Linked DNA regions of Mus musculus: region 1 is linked to region 2. The links are chromatin contacts, called in public HiChIP or PLAC-seq maps. All regions are on one chromosome and are shown on one strand. Each heading gives the region's core, a stretch centred on a gene start, on an enhancer-like site or on the middle of the called end of the contact. The rest is flanking DNA. Distances are from core to core; before and after follow the strand shown. Region 1 has its middle 44 kb from the start of Cdh19. Region 2 holds the start of Cdh19 (cadherin 19, type 2).

The links. HiChIP or PLAC-seq counts read pairs in DNA pulled down with a chosen protein or histone mark.
Region 1: a contact with region 2 is called in an H3K27ac HiChIP or PLAC-seq map of neural progenitor cells, with 2.5 times the contacts expected there. The contact joins the enhancer-like site here to the promoter of Cdh19 in region 2. A contact is called at or near these places in 3 of 484 Hi-C or Micro-C datasets (cerebral cortex, forebrain and nephron progenitors), 2 of 115 datasets of contacts at active chromatin or transcription factors (astrocytes and neural progenitor cells) and 3 of 9 other capture datasets (adipose tissue, liver and pancreatic islet).

Annotation. Positions count from the first base shown.
Region 1 is chr1:111,018,511-111,024,563 of GRCm38.p6, reverse strand. No RefSeq gene overlaps it. Among named protein-coding and RNA genes, the nearest start is that of Cdh19, 44 kb to the right of the region's middle. Within about 2 kb of position 3,928, at least 18 of the 459 cell types and tissues checked have an H3K27ac peak or open chromatin away from gene starts, as enhancers often do. A contact at or near this core is called in neural progenitor cells, where this site is marked.
Region 2 is chr1:110,974,295-110,979,719 of GRCm38.p6, reverse strand. It overlaps Cdh19 (cadherin 19, type 2), which reads left to right and starts at 2,127. Exons shown (of 12, transcript NM_001081386.2): 1 at 2,127-2,473.

The sequences.
Region 1 (6,053 bases), core at 2,679-5,178, 43 kb before region 2:
CCAAACTGGTGGAGGAATTGAAGAAAACCATTCAGATCTAAAAATGGAAACAGAAACAATAAAGAAATCACAAAGGGAGACTACCCTGGAGATAGAAAACCTAGTAAAGAGATCAGGAGTCATAGGTGTAAGCATCATCAAAAAAATACAAGAGATAAAGAGAGACTCTTAGGTGCAGAAGATAACATAGAACACATTGAAACAACAATTTAAAAAACGTAAAATACAGAAATCTCTTATCCCAAAACATCCAGGAAATCCAGGACACAATGAGAAGACCAAACCTAATAATAATAATAATAATAATAATAATAATAATAATAATAATAATAAGTATTAAAGAGACTGAAGATTCCCAACTTAAAGGGCCAGTAGATATCTTCAACAAAATTAGAAAAGAAAACTTATCTAACCTAAAGAAAGAAATTCCCATGAACATACAAGAAGCCTACAGAAATCCAAATAGACTAGACCAGAAAAGAAATTCCTCACATCACATAATAGTCAAAAGACCAAATACACAAAACAAGGAAAGAATATTAAAAGCAATAAGTGAAAAAGGTCAAGTAGCATATAAAGGCAGACCTATCAGAATTACACCAGAACTCTCACCAAAGACTATAAAAGCCAGAAGATTCTGGACCAAAGTCATACAGACCCTAAAAGAACAAAAAATGCCAGTAAAGGCTACTATATCCTGCAAAACTCTCAATTAATATAGATAGAGAAAAGGAGATATTCTATGACAGAAACAAATTTACACAATTTCTTTCCACAAATCCAGCTCTACAAAGGATGGAAAACAGCAACTCAGGGGGTGAAAGTATACCATAGAAAAAGCAAGAAAATAATCTTCCAACAAACGCAAAAGCAGATAGCCACAAAAACATAATTCCACCTCTAATAACAAAAATAACTGGAAGCAATAATCACTTTTCCTTATTATCACTTAACATCAATGAAATCAATTTCCCAATAAAAAGATATAGTCTAACAGACTGGATACATAAACAGGACCCAGCATTTTGCTTCATAGGGGAAATGCCTCAGTGACAAAGACAGACACTGCCTCAGAGTAAAGCCTGGAAGAAAAATTTCCAATGATCCTAAGGAACAAGCTGGAGTAGCCATTCTAATTTTGAATAAAATAGACTTTCAGCCAAAAGTTATCAAAAAAGATAAGGAAGGACATTTCATACTCATCAAAGATAAAATCCACAAAGAAGAACTCTCAATTCTGAACATCTATGCTCCAAACTCAAGGGCATTCATATTCATCAAAGAAACTTTAATAAAGCTCAAAGTAAACATTGCACTTCAAACAATAATAGTGGGAGATGTCAACACCCCACTCTCAGCAATAGACATATCATGGAAACACAAACTAAACAGAGACACTGTGTAACTAACAGAAATTATGAACCAAATGGATTTAACTGATCTCTGTAGAAGATTTCACCCTAAAACAAAAGAATATACCTTCTTTTCAGCACCCTATGGCACCTTATCCAAAACTGATCTTATAACTGGTCACAAAACAGGCCTCACCAGATACAAGAAGATTGAAATGATCCCATGCATGCTATCATATCACCACGGATTAAGGCTGGTCATCAATAACAACAAAAACAGTGGAATACCCACATATACATGGAAACTAAACAACACTCGACTCAATGATAACTTTGTCAAGGAAGAAATAAAGAAAAAAAATAAAGGCTTTAGAATTTAATGAAATGAAGGCACATCATACCAAAACATATGTGACATGATGAAAGCAGTGGCAAGAGAAAACCTCATAGCTCTAAGTACCTACAAAAAGAAACTGGAGAGAGCATACACTAGCAGCTTGACAGCACACCTGAAAGCTCTAGAACAAAAAGGGGAGTTTTCAGCAGGGAATAATCAAACTCAGGGCTGAAATCAACCAAGTGGAAACAAAAAGATCTATACAAGCAATCAACCAAACCAGGATCTGTTTTGTTTTTTTCTTTTAAGAAAATAAACAATATTGATAAACCCTTAGTCAGAATAACCAGAGGGAACAGAGACAGTATCCAAATTAATAAAATGAGAACTCAAAAGGGAGACATAACAACAGAAACCAAGGAAACTCAAAAAAAAAAATCATCAGATTCTACTACAAACGCCTTTCAGCAACAAAACTGGAAAATCTGAATGAAATGAACAGTATTCTAGATAGATACCAGGTACCAAAGTTAATCAGCATCATATAAAACATCTAAACAGTCCCATGACCACTAAAGGAATAGAAGCAGTCATTAAAAGTCTCCCAACCAAAAAAAAAAAAAAAGCCCAGGACCAGATGGTTTTAATGCAGAAATCTATCAGACCTTCAGAGACCTACTACCAATTCTTTTCAAACTATTTCACAATAGAAACAGAAGGAACACTACCCAATTCATTTTATGAATCTACAATTATGCGTATACCTATATCACACAGAGGCCCAATAAAGTGTCATTCCGAACAATTTCCCTTATTAATATTGATGAAAAAATACTCAAAAAATAAAATTCTACCAAACTGAATCCAAAAACACATCAAAATAATCATCCATCATAATCAAGTAGGCTCTATCTCAGGAATGCAAGAATGGTTCAATATGCAGAGAACCAACATAGGTCAGGGCCTAATGAGGACTCAAAGTTGAAAGTGGAAGCAGAGACAAGCTCAAATTCCAAATCTAGAATTTATTGCCAATTGATCATCACTCACAAATGAAAAATTACTTCCTCTAACAGTCTCACTGAATATAAAATAATGCATTAGTTCAGGCCATATGTTCACCAATAGATGACAAACACAAAATGCCTTCAAACAATGGTAATTTGAAGGAGATTTTTGTCTCATCATGCTTTGTCTGGGCATTATTAATTTTTCCTTGCCCTATATTTGCTTATTCATTAAGATTTTTGGTCTTACGTTTTTGGGAGATTTTTGTGTGTGCCAATGTTTGTGATTCTTCTTCTATATGTGTTTATTGGACTTTTTTGAGTTTTGTTATTGTTGTATTGCTTTTTGTTCTTTTAAATTTTTTATTTTATTTCATTCTATTTTACTCTTATTTTTAGGTGCCTGTGCTTTCTAATGAGAGAGCAACAAAGGATCTTTGAGTATGAGAGGTGATGGGGATTATCTGGAAGGATTTGAGGAGGGGGAAATGTAATCAGAATATATAGAATAAAAACCTAATTTGAATATAAAATACCAATTAACAAAAAAAAAACAAAAACAAAAAATACAAACAAACACTCTAAGAAAGAAATAGGGATAACTAAATAGAAAGAAGTTTTAACAAGTGATGAAAATTTTGAAATAGCTGTAGATTCATTAAATCATTTTAGTAGCATGGATTAAATTGGCACAAAGTTATTCTTTGTTCTGATAAAACTAAACAAAACCATGACTATAGATATAATCCTTGTTTTTTTTTTTTTAATGAGATCCCACAGAATCATTTTAGTTTCCTACTATAAAGTAAAATTAATCAGAAACATCAACAGCACAGTTACTTTGTAATAGACTATCTCTGTTATTTAGCTTTACTTACAAGGGACTTTAAGTCGATGCAAGCAATACAAATCTATTTCTATGGCTGCTTTGTTTGAGTCTCAGTTCTTCTGTTTACTGGCTCAGTAGCCGAGAACAGGAAGTTCTCATCTGCATCCCCTGCTTAGAGCTGCTCTAATTTGTTCTGGTAATAGGCGCCAGATGTCAGAATGTAAAAAGAATGCTAGACCAGGCAAAAGGATTGCCATTCAACCCTTTACTGAATTCCAATGATATTGCCTTTTTTGGGATTCTGGGCAAATCAATATTCACAAACATCTTCAGTGAAGTGAGGCAGGGCTATTCCTCACTGTGGCTTTTATCAAAACTGAGTAGAAATGGTGACTTTGCAGTCCCTGGAAGGGTGGCACAGGCACTTGTCCTCTAAACTGCCTTGAAGGTGGGGGTGGGGGTGGGGAAGAGGGACTGAGAGAGCCAATCACCTCCCTGTTCATAATATCTCTTAATGACTCAAACTCTGTAAACTTACATCTGCTAATCCAGAACTTTGTGCTCACCTAGGAAACATGGAAAATGAATCTTACACCTTGTTTCCATCCATCTGCTTTTAATGTAACTATGAGTGTTTGATGTATTTACTTGTAATAGCACTTTATTGCATTTGTCATTCCATTTGTTTTGAAAATATGTAAAAATCTGTATAACTATGCAGAGAGAATATCAAAGTGCACACAAACAGATGTCTGTTGCTGTAAATAAAAGTACACACTGTTGACAAAGTCTGTAACCTGGCACAGGATTTACAGCAATCTTTCTCTCTCTCTCTCTCTCTCTCTCTCTCTCTCTCTCTCGACTCTCTCCAGCCCCATTTGTGTGTGCCTGCATGTTCATAATGAAGTATCTCTTCCAAAAGTTTCAAATGATTGTGATATCTTGATGCAAGCAGTGAATTCATCTTTTCAGCAGTACCCAATAAGACACTGATGTATTCTTTGTAAAGCTTTATGTAATGTCAAAAAGAAGAACATAATAGTTGCTGAGAAAACTGTACGTTTTGTCCTTCCAAGGAATAGAATAAAAAAAAAATCTAACAGCTTTTTAAACTTTTAATCATCTTAATTTTTAGCAATATTCATAATGGTTTGTGTTAATAACAAAAGGAAATTTGAATTTTGTAGTTCTTATTCTTCATGCTTAACTTGCATAGTCTAGACTTTTCTCAAAGTCTTAAAAAGGAATTGTTCAGGTAAGGTTGAACTATGCATGCTTGTGAACAATTGTTATAATTATTGATGTGAGAAGATCCAATTCATTTTGTGTAGCATCATTCTTTGGCTTTAACACTTTACTCTAAGAATAGAGTGAGCCTTAAGCAAGCATATACACATTTCATCTTTCAAATGTCTGGCTATGTCTGCTTCAAGATCCTGCCTTGACTTTACCCCTGTGATGAACTCTGTTAGTTGGAAGGCTGCTCATTTCCAGACAGATCAATGCCAGGTGAGCATAATCCCATGAGAATAAGGTGGTGTTTTTTTGTTGTTGTTGTTGTTGTTGTTGTTTTGTTTTTTATTGAATGGGGGTGGGGGAGAATCGAGGAAGAGAAGGAAAAGGAGGGAAAGAGGCCAGAGTCTCTGTTTTTATTCGGGCCTGGATGTGATGTAGATGCCAGGTAATGACTCTCGCCACTGTGCACAGGCAAGGCCAATGCTGGGAGTATGGCAGTTGCCATAACAATGGAAAATAGAGGGTCCTTGTTGCCTAGGGATGATGTCATCACTGGATTCTGAGACTGACTGTAAACTGCTTCTGATGCTAACACACTAAACATATATCATAAGCCAAATCAGCACTTTCTCCTTTAAGGTTGCTTTAGTCAGGGAATACACAGCAATGAATGAAAATACAGCAATTGCAATAGCATGTACCAGACCTGAGAAAGCTCAAACCAAACAAAATCCTAGCATAGGGGAGGAAAGGTGGGTACAAAATTCCAACATTAGGTGTAGACCTACTGGGATTTTGATAACTTCTGAGGAAGGGAGAGTCATTTTATTTAATGATATAACTCTTATAACTCAACCACACTATAAGACAGGCTTCACTCAAAGAAATGATTGCCAATGGATAAAATAAGAAAAGCAAAAGTTGTGTGAGCAGGGAGTGGAAAATAAATGTCTGAGTTAGGGTTTTCATTGTTATGAAGAGACACCATGACAAAGGCAACTCTTATATAGGCCAACATTTAATCAGGGCTGTCTTGCAGTATTAGAGGTTCAGTTCATTATCATGTTGATGAGGAGCTTGGCATCAGGAAGGTAGACATAGTGCTGCAGGAGGAGCTGAAAGTTCAACATCTTGATCTGAATGCAGCCATGAAAGGACTGACTCCCAGGCAGCTAGTAGGAGGAAAGCTCTCCCCCACAGTGACACACTTCCTCCAGTGAAGCCATATCTACTCCAAGAAGGCCGCACCTCCTAATAGTATCACTTCGTATAAGCCAAGCATATCTGAACCA
Region 2 (5,425 bases), core at 878-3,377:
TTCCTCAAGGAGTCAGGTGGATACAGCCAAAAGAAAAAAGATTCCATAATTTTGAATGATGTTTTAAATGATTATCAAAATCATTATTTTTTAATGCCAATGATTTTGATATACAAAAGCTCAGCTCAAAAGAAAAACCTACATGTCTTAGTCATATAACTGTTTATCAGTGTTATTTTACTTTCTAACTGTGAAAGAGATAAAGTATAGTATTTATAGTTATGTCAGGATAGGAGTTTATATTAAGCAGGTAACAAGAGCATGGAACAGACTTATTATAATGATGCTGCCTGGTGATGCCAATTCTAGATCTCACATGATATTTTTGGATGGTCTGAATAGAATATAGAGAAATATGTGGACACAATTCATATGAAGATTTGTAACTTTTTCTCCTAAACTATCATAGTTGATCTTAGGTGTGTTTAGTGATTTTGATTATTTTGGATTTGTTTAGGGTATTTAGGAAACCAGAGACGTTTTTCTAGAGTCTCACACTTTGGCAATACAATAAGGCTTCAGGAGAATCTTTGTGGACAATATAGCTACAAATTATGTCTAAAAAAATTGTAGAGGGGCACTGGTAAGTGGATTCATGACTGTATTATATGAACTAACCAGCTTAAAATATTTCCTCACAAAAAACATATGCATTTAAAATTGTCTACAGTAAGTTCAGTGATTGCCTATTAGATAGGACTAAAGAAGACATCTGTTTAACAATTGTCCTTTCCATCACAGTATTATTGATAGGAAAATCTGGCACCGACACCCAGAACTCACAAACCACAGTTCCTGGCTGGAAAAGGCTCATTAACATGGAGCTTTTATTATTTATTTATTTATTTATTTATTTATTCTATTGTACCATGCCAAAACTCAAATATTCAATATACGATGAAAATTCCATGGAAGAATGAAAAAAGATAATCCTTAGTCTTAAGTGTGCTGTCTCAGCAAAGATCATTTTTAAAATGTAATCAGTAAAAATAAGGAACCCTGGATTTAATGCACATTAAATAATATGTATCAAAATAAAGAATCTACATGTGTGTATACATAAATGCATAGAAATATTTCAGATTTGATGCATTGGAAATGTATTCAGTTAAACTTTAGGAATTAATAGGTCACTATTTATTTGTTTGTGACTGTAAACTTTTCAATAATGTTTATAATACATCAGGTATACTTATCCTAAAAAATCAGATAATGAAGAAATATATAAATATATTTAATAACTATGGTGCATAAGTTAACACAGAGCTTTACTTTTGTTGCATGTTACAACAGCACATAATTTTTGTATGATCCAAATTAATAAATTTAAATTTTGTATATTTAAAAATGAAAGCACATACTTTCTGGCACCAATAAGCTACTATTTTTGATATACTCCATCTACTGCTGTATTTTCATGGATTGGATAAAAAAAGATGTGCATGCAGCCCAAATTTTTCATGTCTCAATTGTTATTTCTGAAATTTGAGGCTGTTTTCTCATAAGTATACTGCCATTTACATATTCAAGTTCAGAATAATTTTATAGAAATTATTTACTTTCTAAACAATGCTTATATTATTTTAGCATTTCTCTTCTTTGATGAAAATGCAATTTTAATGAAATATAATATGAACAAGTAACATGTAATAATACACTGATTTTATAATAGAAGTTTTATAATTTTAATTATATGAATTAATTAATGAATATAATTTTAATAAGTAAGCTAAAGGAAATAAAAAATACATAATTTAGATGATGTTTTCTCATTAGTAATGTATTTGATTCATAAATAAAAGTCCAGAATTAAGAAGCAGCTAGAAGGACTACACATACAGTGAAGGACTTTCTCCTTTCAGTAACTTTTGTCCCTGCTTTAAATTGATCATTTGTTTGCTGGACTAATCTCCAAGCAGGGGGCATGTCCTCTCCACTTGCACAACTCTTACATAAGTAGCCTTGTCCTCACCTCAAGTGAGTACTTCCTTTTGTTTGTTGTTAGGAAAAAAATACAAAACACGAAAAATAAGAAGGGAAGGGAGGGAGAAAAAGAGAGAAAGAGAGAGAGAGAGAGAGAGAGAGAGAGAGAGAGAGAGAGAGAGAGAGAGAGATTGAGAGAGAGAGAGAGAGAGAGAGAGAGAGAGAGAGAGAGAGAGAGAGAAAGTTGGATCTTACAACTTGTTTAGCTGTCTCCATTTTAACCTCAGACTAAGAACGGACATCAGAATGCCCTTATGGTACTTTGAACAAAAGGCTCAGTGTTCATGATTTTACTTGGAGAACCGAAAATAGCATTGAGTAAGCACTGACATACTGACGTGTTGTGCTACTAAAAGCCCAGCACAGTAATCCACGGAGATTCTGCTGAGAAGCCTGTAAAAGCAAATCAGTTCTTCTACTTCTTTTCTCAAGTAACTGCTAAGAAGCTGCAGACTCAGTTTCTGGAGTCCTAAGAGTTAAACCTGACAAGGTAAGACTGTGAGGATCCTGGGTAGATTGAAATGTACAAATCATTAGAACGCCAGGGCCAAAAAAATGGGAATGGTTGGGTAAGGAAGTGGGGGGGGGGGTATGGGGGACTTTTGGGATAGCATTGGAAATGTAATTGAGGAAAATATGTAATAAAAATATTTTAAAAAGGAAATTACTAGATAGATTCAACAAGTAGTTGAAAAATTTTGGCGTTTTGGTATTTCCTAAAGGAAAGCAATCTAGAGATAATTGAAGTCAGTACAAGTTTTGGAAGTTTCCTAAAACAAGTATACATCAAAACTTCTATTTTCCTAGCAGAAATTGATAATTTTTTTCAAATACTAGATTATAAATATATATTTCTTTAACAATGGATAAGACTTGATTAAATTTAAAATTTCTCTTGAATTTGCTTTGTAGCATTATGTACAATGGATAATGAATTTGTATTCCTTCAAATTATAAGAAATACATTTCTTTATATCATAATTGTGAATTATAACTATCTATTTCTTGATAAATAATTTTCAGGATGGAAACTTCTCACATATTAATATCATTGCTTTGTGAAGCTAACAATTATCAAAGTCAGATTTTTTTATTCATTTCTACTTTTCATAATTTCTGAATATTAAACTTTCTATTTTATTTGAAATTGTTGTCAAAAATTAAAGTACTATGTAATTAAATAATAGTAGGTCTCTAACAAAGACAAATATGAAGTAGGACAAGTAGATACATATTTGCCTGCAAATATGTGCAAAGACACAAACACACACACACATATGTCAAATTATATATTAGAAAAAGGATAATAAACACAAGAAATTGTTAAAAATCAAAATTTAGAAAATACAAAATTTAAGAGACAAATATAATTCATCTACTTTAATTTTGATTAGCCTATCAATTTTAATAAAACCCTTAGTTGCAAAAAGGATTCATTGAGAACTCAATGGCTCAAAGTAGTGTACATTTTTGAATTTTTAGTTGCTTACTGGTCATTTGTATTTCTATGTTTAAGAAGTGTATGATATTTTAATTTGTTACCTTGTCATTCAATCTTTTATTCAGTTTATTCTATTTATGATTTAATTTTCAGATAGACACCTGGAAAACGTTTTCTGTGATTCTAAGAGCTGGTATTTTACTATCTTGTTTGTAATGCAGAAGCTTTGTGACTGGATGGTTTCAGTTGTTTGCATTTGTTGTTTCTTCCTCAGCTACACTAATCTAGTAAAGAGTGGGATAATGTCTATATCTTTAACTGTTTCCATTATTTTGGTGAGGAATTTTAAACTGTTAGATTTCACATTAACAGTGATGTAATGTGTTTGTTTTTGTAAAGGTTTCTATTTTCATTTTCTAAATATATTCTACAGATTTCTAAGAACTTTATGCCAAAGATGGCTGACTTTTAAAGTAATTTATGTATTTGTTTTATTTTTAAGGGCATTGAAACTATTTAAACTCGTTTCTGGGTTTACTACTTCCTTGGCCTTCATTTGGTCTCTTTTTTTGCTACTATCTCCATATTACTGTAATATCGCTGTTGCATGTAATTTAAAACAAAACAAACAAAAACAAAACAAAAAAGCAAAACAAACAAACAAACAAACAAAAAACATGCTACCCTATCCCTAAGCACTGTCTGCACTCCGACCTCTCCCAATTTAGATCCACAAGCCTCAGTCCCAATTTACCAGTTCCATTCCTCCCTGCTAGCTTTGCCAAGTAGCCATCAACTTTGCTGTCTGCTCTTTTTCTCTTGTCCATCTTAGCTCTGTGGAAGAAAACCTCGAGACAGCTTTATTAATTTAGAAGTTGCCAGATAACACATATGCTGCAGAGAGTCTCCTGCCCTAAACTTACCAGCTAGCCTATTTCAGCCATCTGCTGATGGCAGAGACCAACGGTTCTGGTGGTCATAAGACCTTATAAGGCTGTGCATCTTTCTAGTTCCCATGCCTAGAAGCTTCTGGGAAGCCAGAAGAGCTCCCTCCTCTCCCACTGAGTCTGCTCTTCCTCCTCTTCCTTTCACCCAGCAATTGGCTTCCGACTTTTTAGTGACACAATCAAGAACCAATTAGGGAATCAGCACCTCCCTGTACATGCCCCTTTAGTATTATTTGATCTCAGGAATTATGACATTTTTAGCATTTTTCTGGTGAGGGCCTTGATTATGTGAGATTATTTCCTGTTATTTTTGATACTCTGAATTGATTTCAAAACCCCATAATAATAATAAAAAAAACTTAGGTTAAAATAAGAGAATTTTTTTTTTATTTATGCTTTATTTCATTATGTACATTTCAGTTTTTATTGCAATATGTTAAATGTTTATGAATATTCAATTTTGTTAGTATGTTATAAATGCATATACAAATGTTAAGGTCCAAGTTAAACATAATGCTACATTGCATTGTTTATTTTAATCCTTGGTTATCTTATTTCCTTATATCCTCAGCCTCTGTGTTACGGCAATATAAAAAGAAAAGGCAGGAAATACTGCAATTAAAATAAGTCATGGTCAAGTACTGCACATATATTTACCTTTTTTCTCCCTCAAACTTCATTATAAATAGTTCCTGTGAGGATATTGTCTAGTTGCCAGCTCTGAGTATACATATTCAATTGTTTTTTCTTAAATACAACTCTTAATTAATTGCTAAATCAAGTCATCTAAATTTAGCATGCTCCTTGTGCACACGTATATAATAACAATAGTAGCATGTGTGCCACAAAATCAGTGAGGAAAAGTCTACTTCACAATAGCTGCTATTAGTGTCAACAGAGCGTATTTGTCACTGGGGCTGGGGTAAGTGAAGATAAAGTACAATAATCAGGTTATTTTGATTAGATTAACATTTAGTGTATGCTTAAAATCATTTAACTCAATAGAAGAAGCTGGACAAAAAAAAAAAAAAAAAAAAAAAAAAGGCCAAGAATA